Regions from separate parts of the Mus musculus genome. Here regions 2 and 3 are each linked to region 1. A link is a contact called in public HiChIP or PLAC-seq data. All regions are on one chromosome and are shown on one strand. The core of a region is the stretch at or near the end of the contact, and the rest is flanking DNA. Distances in the headings are between cores, read along the strand shown.

The links. HiChIP or PLAC-seq counts read pairs in DNA pulled down with a chosen protein or histone mark.
Region 2: an H3K4me3 HiChIP or PLAC-seq map of embryonic stem cells shows a contact between it and region 1, with 21 read pairs. The contact joins the promoter of Mrm3 here to the enhancer-like site in region 1. A contact is called at or near these places in 1 of 39 promoter capture datasets (cranial neural crest), 1 of 484 Hi-C or Micro-C datasets (CD8 T cells), 11 of 115 datasets of contacts at active chromatin or transcription factors (embryonic limb bud, embryonic midbrain, embryonic stem cells and 4 more) and 3 of 9 other capture datasets (adipose tissue, liver and pancreatic islet).
Region 3: an H3K27ac HiChIP or PLAC-seq map of embryonic stem cells shows a contact between it and region 1, with 5 read pairs. The contact joins two enhancer-like sites. A contact is called at or near these places in 1 of 115 datasets of contacts at active chromatin or transcription factors (embryonic stem cells) and 2 of 9 other capture datasets (adipose tissue and liver).

The regions. Positions count from the first base shown.
Region 1 is chr11:76,476,035-76,478,833 of GRCm38.p6, forward strand. All of the region lies in intron 4 of Abr (active BCR-related gene), which reads right to left. Among named protein-coding and RNA genes, the nearest start is that of Timm22, 70 kb to the left of the region's middle. Within about 2 kb of position 1,362, at least 91 of the 459 cell types and tissues checked have an H3K27ac peak or open chromatin away from gene starts, as enhancers often do. A contact at or near this core is called in embryonic limb bud, embryonic stem cells, extraembryonic endoderm stem cells and 1 more, where this site is marked.
Region 2 is chr11:76,242,400-76,245,198 of GRCm38.p6, forward strand. It overlaps Mrm3 (mitochondrial rRNA methyltransferase 3), which reads left to right and starts at 1,337. Exons shown (of 4, transcript NM_183263.5): 1 at 1,337-1,687; 2 at 1,880-2,124. The coding sequence starts at 1,374. Glod4 (glyoxalase domain containing 4) reads right to left here and starts at 1,300. Exons shown (of 9, transcript NM_026029.3): 1 at 1,156-1,300. The coding sequence starts at 1,245.
Region 3 is chr11:76,286,452-76,289,250 of GRCm38.p6, forward strand. The region is part of intron 1 of Nxn (nucleoredoxin); the gene reads right to left. Among named protein-coding and RNA genes, the nearest start is that of Mrm3, 44 kb to the left of the region's middle. Within about 2 kb of position 1,355, at least 86 of the 459 cell types and tissues checked have an H3K27ac peak or open chromatin away from gene starts, as enhancers often do. A contact at or near this core is called in embryonic stem cells, where this site is marked.

The sequences.
Region 1 (2,799 bases), core at 112-2,611:
GCTGGTGAGATGGCTCAGTGGGTAAGAGCACCCGACTGCTCTTCCGAAGGTCAGGAGTTCAAATCCCAGCAACCACATGGTGGCTCACAACCATCCGTAACAAGATCTGACTCCCTCTTCTGGAGTGTATGAAGACAGCTACAGTGTACTTACATATAATCAATAAATAAATCTTTAAAAAAAAAAAAAAAGAAAAATAATGGAGAAAAGGAAAGGTTTGGTATTTCTCTGACGACCCTCATCTGTTACGCTGAGAGCTGCAGACACAGTTGTCTACTACATTATCCTCAGATTTCCTGCTTTAAATTTTTTCCCAATGAAGTAGCAACAGAACACAGCTGCTGCAGGCGGGCGTCCTTGGGGGCTTCTGCCAACCAAGGTGCTAGTGATAGACACTGCTCCTGTGGCCCCACAAGATCAATCTGTTCCCTGAGAATCCTTGTTCCTTCAGGACACAAAGGCTGGGCATGTGCCAGGGGCAGGTCCCTGGAGCCACCCAGGGAGGAGACAGAAGCTGGTGAGGTTGCCCTTGGGACCAGGAAGCCAGAGAGGAGGGTGTGAACTAGGGTGCTGGGGAGGCCCACGCAGTGCAGTGTCAGAAGGAAAAGCTCCCGGGAAAGGGGCAGAGGGGTCTAAGTGCACTTATCTCCAGGGAACCCTCAGCCATAAGTGCTCTACAGCACAGAGATGTCCCAGACACTTCCATAACCAGCACTGATCACAGTCTTCCAGGAAGGGCTCTAGTACCCTCTATTCTCTCGCCTTCTTTATCTTTTCCTTCTTTGAGACAGGGTCTCCTATATCCCAGCCTGGCCTCAAACTCACTACCTAGCCAAGGTATGAACTTCTGATCCTCCTGCCTTTGGCTTCCACAGTGCTAGGATTACAGGTGTGGCTAACCACACCCAGTTTTATTTAGAGCAAAGGACTGAACTCAGGGCTTTCTGCAAACTAGGCAAACACTCAAGCAGCTGATCCCCCGACCCCCACCCCCATCTCCTCTGTTACCACGAGAAAAACAAAGCACGAATACCTGTGTTGCTACCCTCTTGTGACCCAGAAGCCACCTGTGTGCAGTGGTCACGGGCCATGCCAGGTACTCTCATCTCCATAGTTACCCGAGGCTGGAAGACCAGAGGCCCAGCCTGCCAGGGTCATTAACTGGGAAGCGCAGGTTGCTTGGAAACAGGAGTTTGGCACTGGAATGATCTCATAAAACAAACAGCAGAGATGCTAATTCTCCTCTCTTGGTAATGGATAATCAAATACCCAGAGACTTCAGCCGAAATAAACTGCCTCCAGATGCCTGGCTTGCCCTGGCTCCACCCAGGCCTCACACAGCAGGCAGCCTCAGGGTGGCAGACAGCAGTTCATGATGCTGGGAGGGGTGGTGGCTGGGAAGCAAATTCCTAACCAGACCAGTGGCGCTGAGACCAAGGGGACTCTGAGTCAGAATGATACAGACAAATTGATAAGGCTATGTAGGCTCAGGCCTGTATTCCCAGCACTTGGGAGGCTGAGGAAGAAGATCTGCTTCAAGTTCAAGGTCAGCCTGAGTTACGGAGACCCTGCACCAAAACCCAACAGAAATATCAAACTGGAGAGCTCTTCCATTCTGCTCTGCCTACCTGCCCTCTCAACAGGGCTTGTGTTCTGTATCTGTGAGGGCTGAGTAGAGGCAGCCCCCATATCAATCACCTCAGACTTCTGTGGACAGGGAAAGATCACCAGGGGAAGCAGCTGGGTCCCCAACTACCAGAACTATAGCATTCTGGGAAACAATGCCTCATGATTTCCTCTTCCTAAAACAGCAGTAATGAGAACAGCAACAGCAGCAGGCATTTTCAGGCATCAACTCACTCCTGCAACCATCCAGGTGGCTACTGGTACCCCTCTTCACGGAGAAGGAAGCTGAGAACAGGAGGGTAAGCTGTCACAGGACCACCTATGGCAAAGCCAGGATTCAAACCCAGCTGTGACGAGCTCTGGTTGTGCTTGTCCCTACAACACTTGTGGCCTTGAAAACATGGCTGTCAGGATACAGGTATCACCTTCAACATTCAAGTTCTCTCCAGCCCCAAAAAAGTTCATAATGTGTCTATCAATCCACTCATTTGTTCATCTAGCAGTGGAGTCCATTAGTTCTGGGAGTCTAATGAGAAGAAAATACAAACTGTTCCAGAGTTTACACTGGTGGGCACAGTAAAGATGGGAAAGACAGGTGCATTTTAAATAAGTGTTCATGAGGGACAAACATGGGGCCTGGAAAGGCTTTTCTGAGGTCATTCCAACTTGGGCACTGATGGAGAGAAGCCAGGTAAATGGGGAAGACCATTTACGGTCTACAGAGGTCAGGAAGTGTTTTGGTCTAAGCAGGCTCAGGCAGAGCTAAGGGGGAGGGTGTCATGGAAGCCTTAGCAACAAGAGGACTTCTGTGAACATCCTCCAACATTAAACCTGTGCTCTTCTCCTGTGAACAGCAGCAGGTAACACCGGCTGATACTCTCTACTCTGGAACCAACTGTTAGTTAGGACCATATCCAGCCAACTGCTTCACTTTGTAAAGGCAGCACTGGGATGCAACAGCCTTCCAAGGTCTCAGGTAAGCGTCATCCTCCTGCAGCCTCCTCACACACTTCTCTGTCCATGGAGTGACAGAGGGACCTGCGTCCTGGCAGAGGAAGCTCCATTCCAGTGCTCAAAGGACTCCCATGCAGACAAAGCCAGCATTCCCCAGGAACATTCACACACAGGACCTGGCTCTGCCGCTCTCTCTAGAAGCACTTTCAAGGCTCCACT
Region 2 (2,799 bases), core at 87-2,586, 230 kb before region 1:
ATGACATGTAGTATCACTAAACTCTGACTGGTAGGTATAAATCTAATATTTCCTACATCATGTGCTCTAATTGGGAACAAATGCCAGAGTCATTTAGTCTATACCTAACCTTACCATGGTACCTTCAAACACCAGGAGTGTGTGTGTGTGTGTGTGTGTGTGTCTATCTGCCTGCCTGCCACAGGTCAGATTCCCTGGGAGTTGTAGTTACAGATGGTTGTGAGCCATCCAACACCTGGAACCCATCTTACACCCTCTGGAAGAAGAGCAATCATTCTTAAAAGTTGAGCCATGTCTCCAGCCCCTACACAGCAGATATTTTTATGACTAACCTGTGTTGACTGATTTGTGCAACTTCCTTTACAGTCCTTACCTCCTGTACCATCTCTACACCCAGCTAGACTTGGACTGCTACAAGTCTGTTAAAAATAAATAAATAAATTCTGCACTGGTGTGCTCCTACCTCCCTGGCTTACCAAAGAGCTCAATAAACCTTTCCGCTACACTTTCAGCTAAGTGACCCCCTTAGAATCACAGCTTCTCAGACTGTTTCCAGGTACTAGGAAGGCGACTTGATTCTGACCTCATACTTACATCTGGGCTGTTTAGAACAGAGCCACAGATCATGAGCACCTACGAAAGAGACCGTTCAAACTTGCTCGGACAGGGCTTGTTCGCGGAATCCGATGGCGGAGTGCTTGTTTAGCATGCGCAAAGCCATGGGTCCCCCTCCCAGAGCCTAAATTTCAAATCCGCAGCTCTGATGGAAGCCGAAATTTGCTGATCACACCCAAACCTTTCAAACCAGGAGACCGCTCTGTCGTGAACTGGAAGGGGCTTTTTAAAATAACGTTTTGCCTATCAACGCTCCTTCACTATAGACAGCAGGCTCCCCAAGCCAGGAGTGTAAAAAATATTTGAGAAGGGCTGTAGGTGAACGTGCGTAGACAACACAGCTGGTAGGTGAGTCCCCTTTCAAAGGCTTCCCAACCCGAAAGAGGGGGGCTCGCAAAAGCTGAAAACACCGGCGTGGCAACGCGGAGTCTAGGGCCTGGCGGCTGGGGTGGCCGCGCGCCCACGGCGTCTTCCCTCCCCTGGTGCGGCCCGGCCGCCCATCGGGGTCTCGCGCTAGCCCCGCTCGGTCCCGGTCTGCACCTGCATCCCCAGGACATCTCGAAAGAAATGCACTGTCTGGAAGCGGTTCTTCACTTTGAAAACGAAGTGCAGAGCTCGACGAGTGGCCATGGCTCCCAACACGAAAACCGAGTTCCAGGCAGAGGGACACCCCGCCCACCAAACCGGGAAGGATCGTCGGGTGACGTCACTAACACTCGACCGCGCGCTCGGGTGAGGTAGCGCGCGCCAGGGGAAAGATGGCAGCGCCGGCGAAGGGCATGTGGTGCTCCCTGGGATCATTGCTGCGGGTGGTCCAGACTCGGGACCTCAACGCTCGGCGCTGGGTCCGGGCGCTGCGGCGTAGCCCGGTGAGAGTGTTGTCTCCCTCGGGACAGGTGGAGGAACGGAAGCGCGCTCCTGACCAGCAGCCTCGCAAGGCGGTCCCTAAGGCCAGTTCCCAGGGACAGCGACAGAAACAGCCTCTTGAGACATCCCCATCCCAGACCCCTCACACCTGGGAAGAGGCAGGGCTTCGCTACGATAAGGCCTTTCCCGGGGACAGGAGGCTAAGGTGATATGTTTTTGAGACTTGTCATCTGCTCCCGTTTCTTTTCTTGCTTCACTGTGAAGCTTCTGGCTCTTACTGTTTCGACGGTGCAAAATAAATGTCGTCTTTTGAGGCTTGTGCGTGTCTGTTAGAACTTCATGTATCCCTCCATGCCAAGAGCGTTGATAATCATCCCCTCTCTGTTTGCACCCACAGCAGTGTGATGACAATAGTTAAGTCCAGGCCTTTTCGGGAAAAGCAAGGGAAGATCCTACTGGAAGGTCGCAGGCTGATTGCAGATGCTCTCAAGGCTGGAGCTGTGCCCAAAGCGTTCTTTTTTAGCCGTCTGGAGTACGTCAAGGAGTTGCCGGTAGACAAGCTGAAAGACGTCAGCCTCATTAAGGTGAAATTTGAGGACATCAAGGATTGGTCAGACCTAGTAACGCCACAAGGAATAATGGGTCAGTGATATACAGTGTGCCAATATCTGGGATTTCTATTTCATACAAGTGTAGTATCCTAGACTTTCTTGTTCATACTTGTCTTAAGGTAACGAATTTTATTTAAATCAAGTTTAAATTTTTATTGACTAACGTCTAAAAAGAAATAGGACTTCTCAGGCCTCTATGTTTTGATGGTATTTTACTGGCAACTGAACCAATTTCTCATTCATACTTAATTGTGGGGCTTTTGCTTGTTTTTGACAATTGTAGTTCAGGCAGGCTTCACATTCTGTATGTAGCTATGGATAGCTTCGACCCCTGACATTCCTGTTTGCACCTCCTTCCTGCTGAGGAGGCATGAAAAAAAAAAAAAAAGCCCAGTTGTTGTTTGTTTGTTTGTTTTATGGAATGTTAAAAACATTTTATGAGCCAGGAGTAATGCAAGCCTTTAAAATTCCAGAATTTGGAAGGCAGAGGCAGGCAGATTTCTGAGTTTGAGGTCAGCCTGGTCTACAAAGTGAGTTCCATGACAGCCAGAGCAAACATTGAAGCCCTATCTCAAAACAAAACTTTATTTTGTGTGTATACGTGCATGGGTTAGAAGACAATGTGAGGATCGGTTTTCCCTCTCCACTCTGAGGCCTGGATGTCCATCTCAGGGGTCAGGCGTGGCAGTAGAGTGGAGGCTTACAA
Region 3 (2,799 bases), core at 105-2,604, 190 kb before region 1:
CTTTACCCACCCACAAATAAACAAATATTGATGGTTTGACAAAGTTAGAAGCAAGGCAAATTAGGAAAGAAACAAAGAGGCAACATTAGCTCAACTTGGCAGAAATCACAAGGGATGACTAAACAGGCTATCCGGTTTCTAGAAAATTCCTGCCATGGGCCTGATGGCAGGTTCTGATTCCATGGTTGCGGTTGGAACTATCAACCCAGAGATGTTGGCCAGAAAACCTCTGATAGTGAGCCATGAGGCAACGCTATCACAGGGGGCAGGCCTGGAACTTGTGAGCTATACGGATGCAGACAGCAGAGACTATCTAAACCACTCACTCCATCAGCCAGCACCACAGACGATGCTGGGAAACACAATGTGGTGATTTCTGAGAAAGCTCAGCTCCTGAGTGTGACCCCCCCCCCCCCCCAGAGCTACTCCCAGGCTAAGAACTGCCCCTGCCTGCGATTGACAAAGGGGCTAAGCTTTTATTTCTCAACAGCTGCTGCAAATCTGTGGGATGAAGCCAAAGCTGACCCAGATGTAGGATGAATCAGCAAACTACGTGGTCAGGTCAGCCAGAGCCTTCTCAGCCAAACGCCCCCTGCCCTTCCACCCAGTGCTGACTATAGTTACAAACCACCTTTTCTGTGCGAGGCGCTCAAAAACACACCCTTGAGTGGGTCCCACCTTCCTAAACTAACACAGCCCACACCGTTGCAGAGAGCCAGAGGTAAAACTCCCCTTCCCCCACCTCCCAACATACCTTACAGGATCTCGGGCTAGACTGCCTGTGTCAGCCACTCAGTGACCTCAAGCAAGAGAGAGCTAACCTTTTCCTGAGCTCCTCCATCTGTAAAATGGGGTAACAGGTCCTACAGTCATGGACTGGTGAAGAAAAGATGAGTTGCTCCCAGTGCTTAGACTAAGGCCTGACCCAGGTGAGCGGATGTGCAATAGACCAGTCTCAGTGTTGTCACGCCAGCTCCACCCCCACCTTCCAGCTGCTCCTGGAGGCTTTGTTCTAGTCCCAGAGGTCACCCCAGACGTTTGATCCCCTTGCTCGACTTCCAGGATGTGATCTAGATTGAGGTGGAGCTGCTGGCCAAGGGCAGTGCTCAGTGTGTCGCGTATTCCGTGAAAGCTGCGTGAACTGACTGATGGGGGAATGGAATGTGGGGATGGAGGTCAGTTAGACCGGGGACCTGACTAAGCAATCAAGTCAGGCTCTTTAACACATAAATGATCTGCTTCGAATGCCAGTGTGATCGGGGCTCTTCTCCCTTTCTCTAATAATGCCCTGCCCCCTTCTCATCCCTCCTTTTACTGGAGTCAGCACAGAGAACAAAGTAGCGCGTGGGTTGGGTCAAGATGGTCAGATCCATCACTAGCTTATGAGAATGCAGCAGCCTCCCACCATGCAATTACAACACAGGATTTGGAGGCGGGGGTGGGGGTGGGGTCAGGGTCACATCCAAGCTGATCAAGAACTCTCTATGTAACCCAGGCTAGCTTTGAGTTTGAGATCTTCCTGTTCCTGTCCTAGTCTTCTAGTCTTCTGAGTATATAATAGGACTCTGTGGGGCTTAGACCATATGCACACATACCCCATAAAGCTGATGGTGCCGCCTGCCAGAGAAACAAGCAAAGGAGACAAAGAGAAGACGGGCTTAATTGACTATGCCAGGGCTCTGCATGCTAAATAAACCTCCTACACGTGCCCACCTCCACTGTAAGAGGGGTGTAGGGAGTTACCAGAACTGCATACATGGGTGATTTGGTCCTCGTCAGTGAGATCTTTAGTCCGAGCCCAGTTTGTGGGAGGGTGGTGTGGAACAGTAAAATGGTCTGGCCTGGGTCTGCCCAGACTTTGACCCTGTGGTACATTAAGTGGGTGATCTTTGCATCTGTCACATCATCTTTCAGAGCCTCAGTTTCCTCAGGAGAAAAATGGAATTATAATATTGCTTCACACCACACTGTGAGGATTATTAATGTTTTATACTATGGCTTTGTGCACAAGGCTCTGGGTTCTATCCCCAGCACCACCACAAAAACAAACAAACAAAAAACACTGCTAGTTCTTCTGGACCAACAATGATGTCACCTCTGACCTTGGCCTAGCACCTCTGTCAGCTGCAGGTTCCTTGTCCTGGTGGGGAGGGAAGGAAGGACATTACCTCTTGGGCCTTGTATATATCTATTTGGGATACCTTCAGACACAACAGACAGGGTGACACCCCTACCTGGTAAAGGCCAGGTCCCTCTCTGCCTGGGGTGTGAGCACTCAAAAGTCTCAAAGCTTCGCTTCCCTTGTAGGACACTTCCTGTGATGAACCACTTTGCTGCTGGAAGGAGAAGGAGAAAACCCATCTGCTACTTCCACTTCTGCATCCGTCCCTGGCAGCCAGGCTCCCACACATTGCTGGTGCAATGAAAGCTTCCCTTCCATATTCACACCTTCTGGCAAGGCTTAGCTTAGCAACCACTGAGGAACCCTCCTCCAAAGGGACCATTGTGTTCTGGGGTCATCGAGGCAGGAATCGGAGGGCAGGGAATGGGAACGCTGGCGGTAGGGTTTTGACACTGTCTCTGCCACCTGGGGAAAAATCACCTTCCACGCGCTTCGTTCTATGCCAACCACCAGCTGGCTTTGTGGCCCCTCCTGCCCAGGACAGACAGTGGGCCACACACTGGAAGTGCTCAGAAGTGTCTCCGGCACATGGTCCTCTCAGGAGTCCATGCTAGGGCAATGGGCCTGTGATCTTCAAACTGAAAAGCACTGAGGAGGCAACCCTGTGCTGGGTGCTT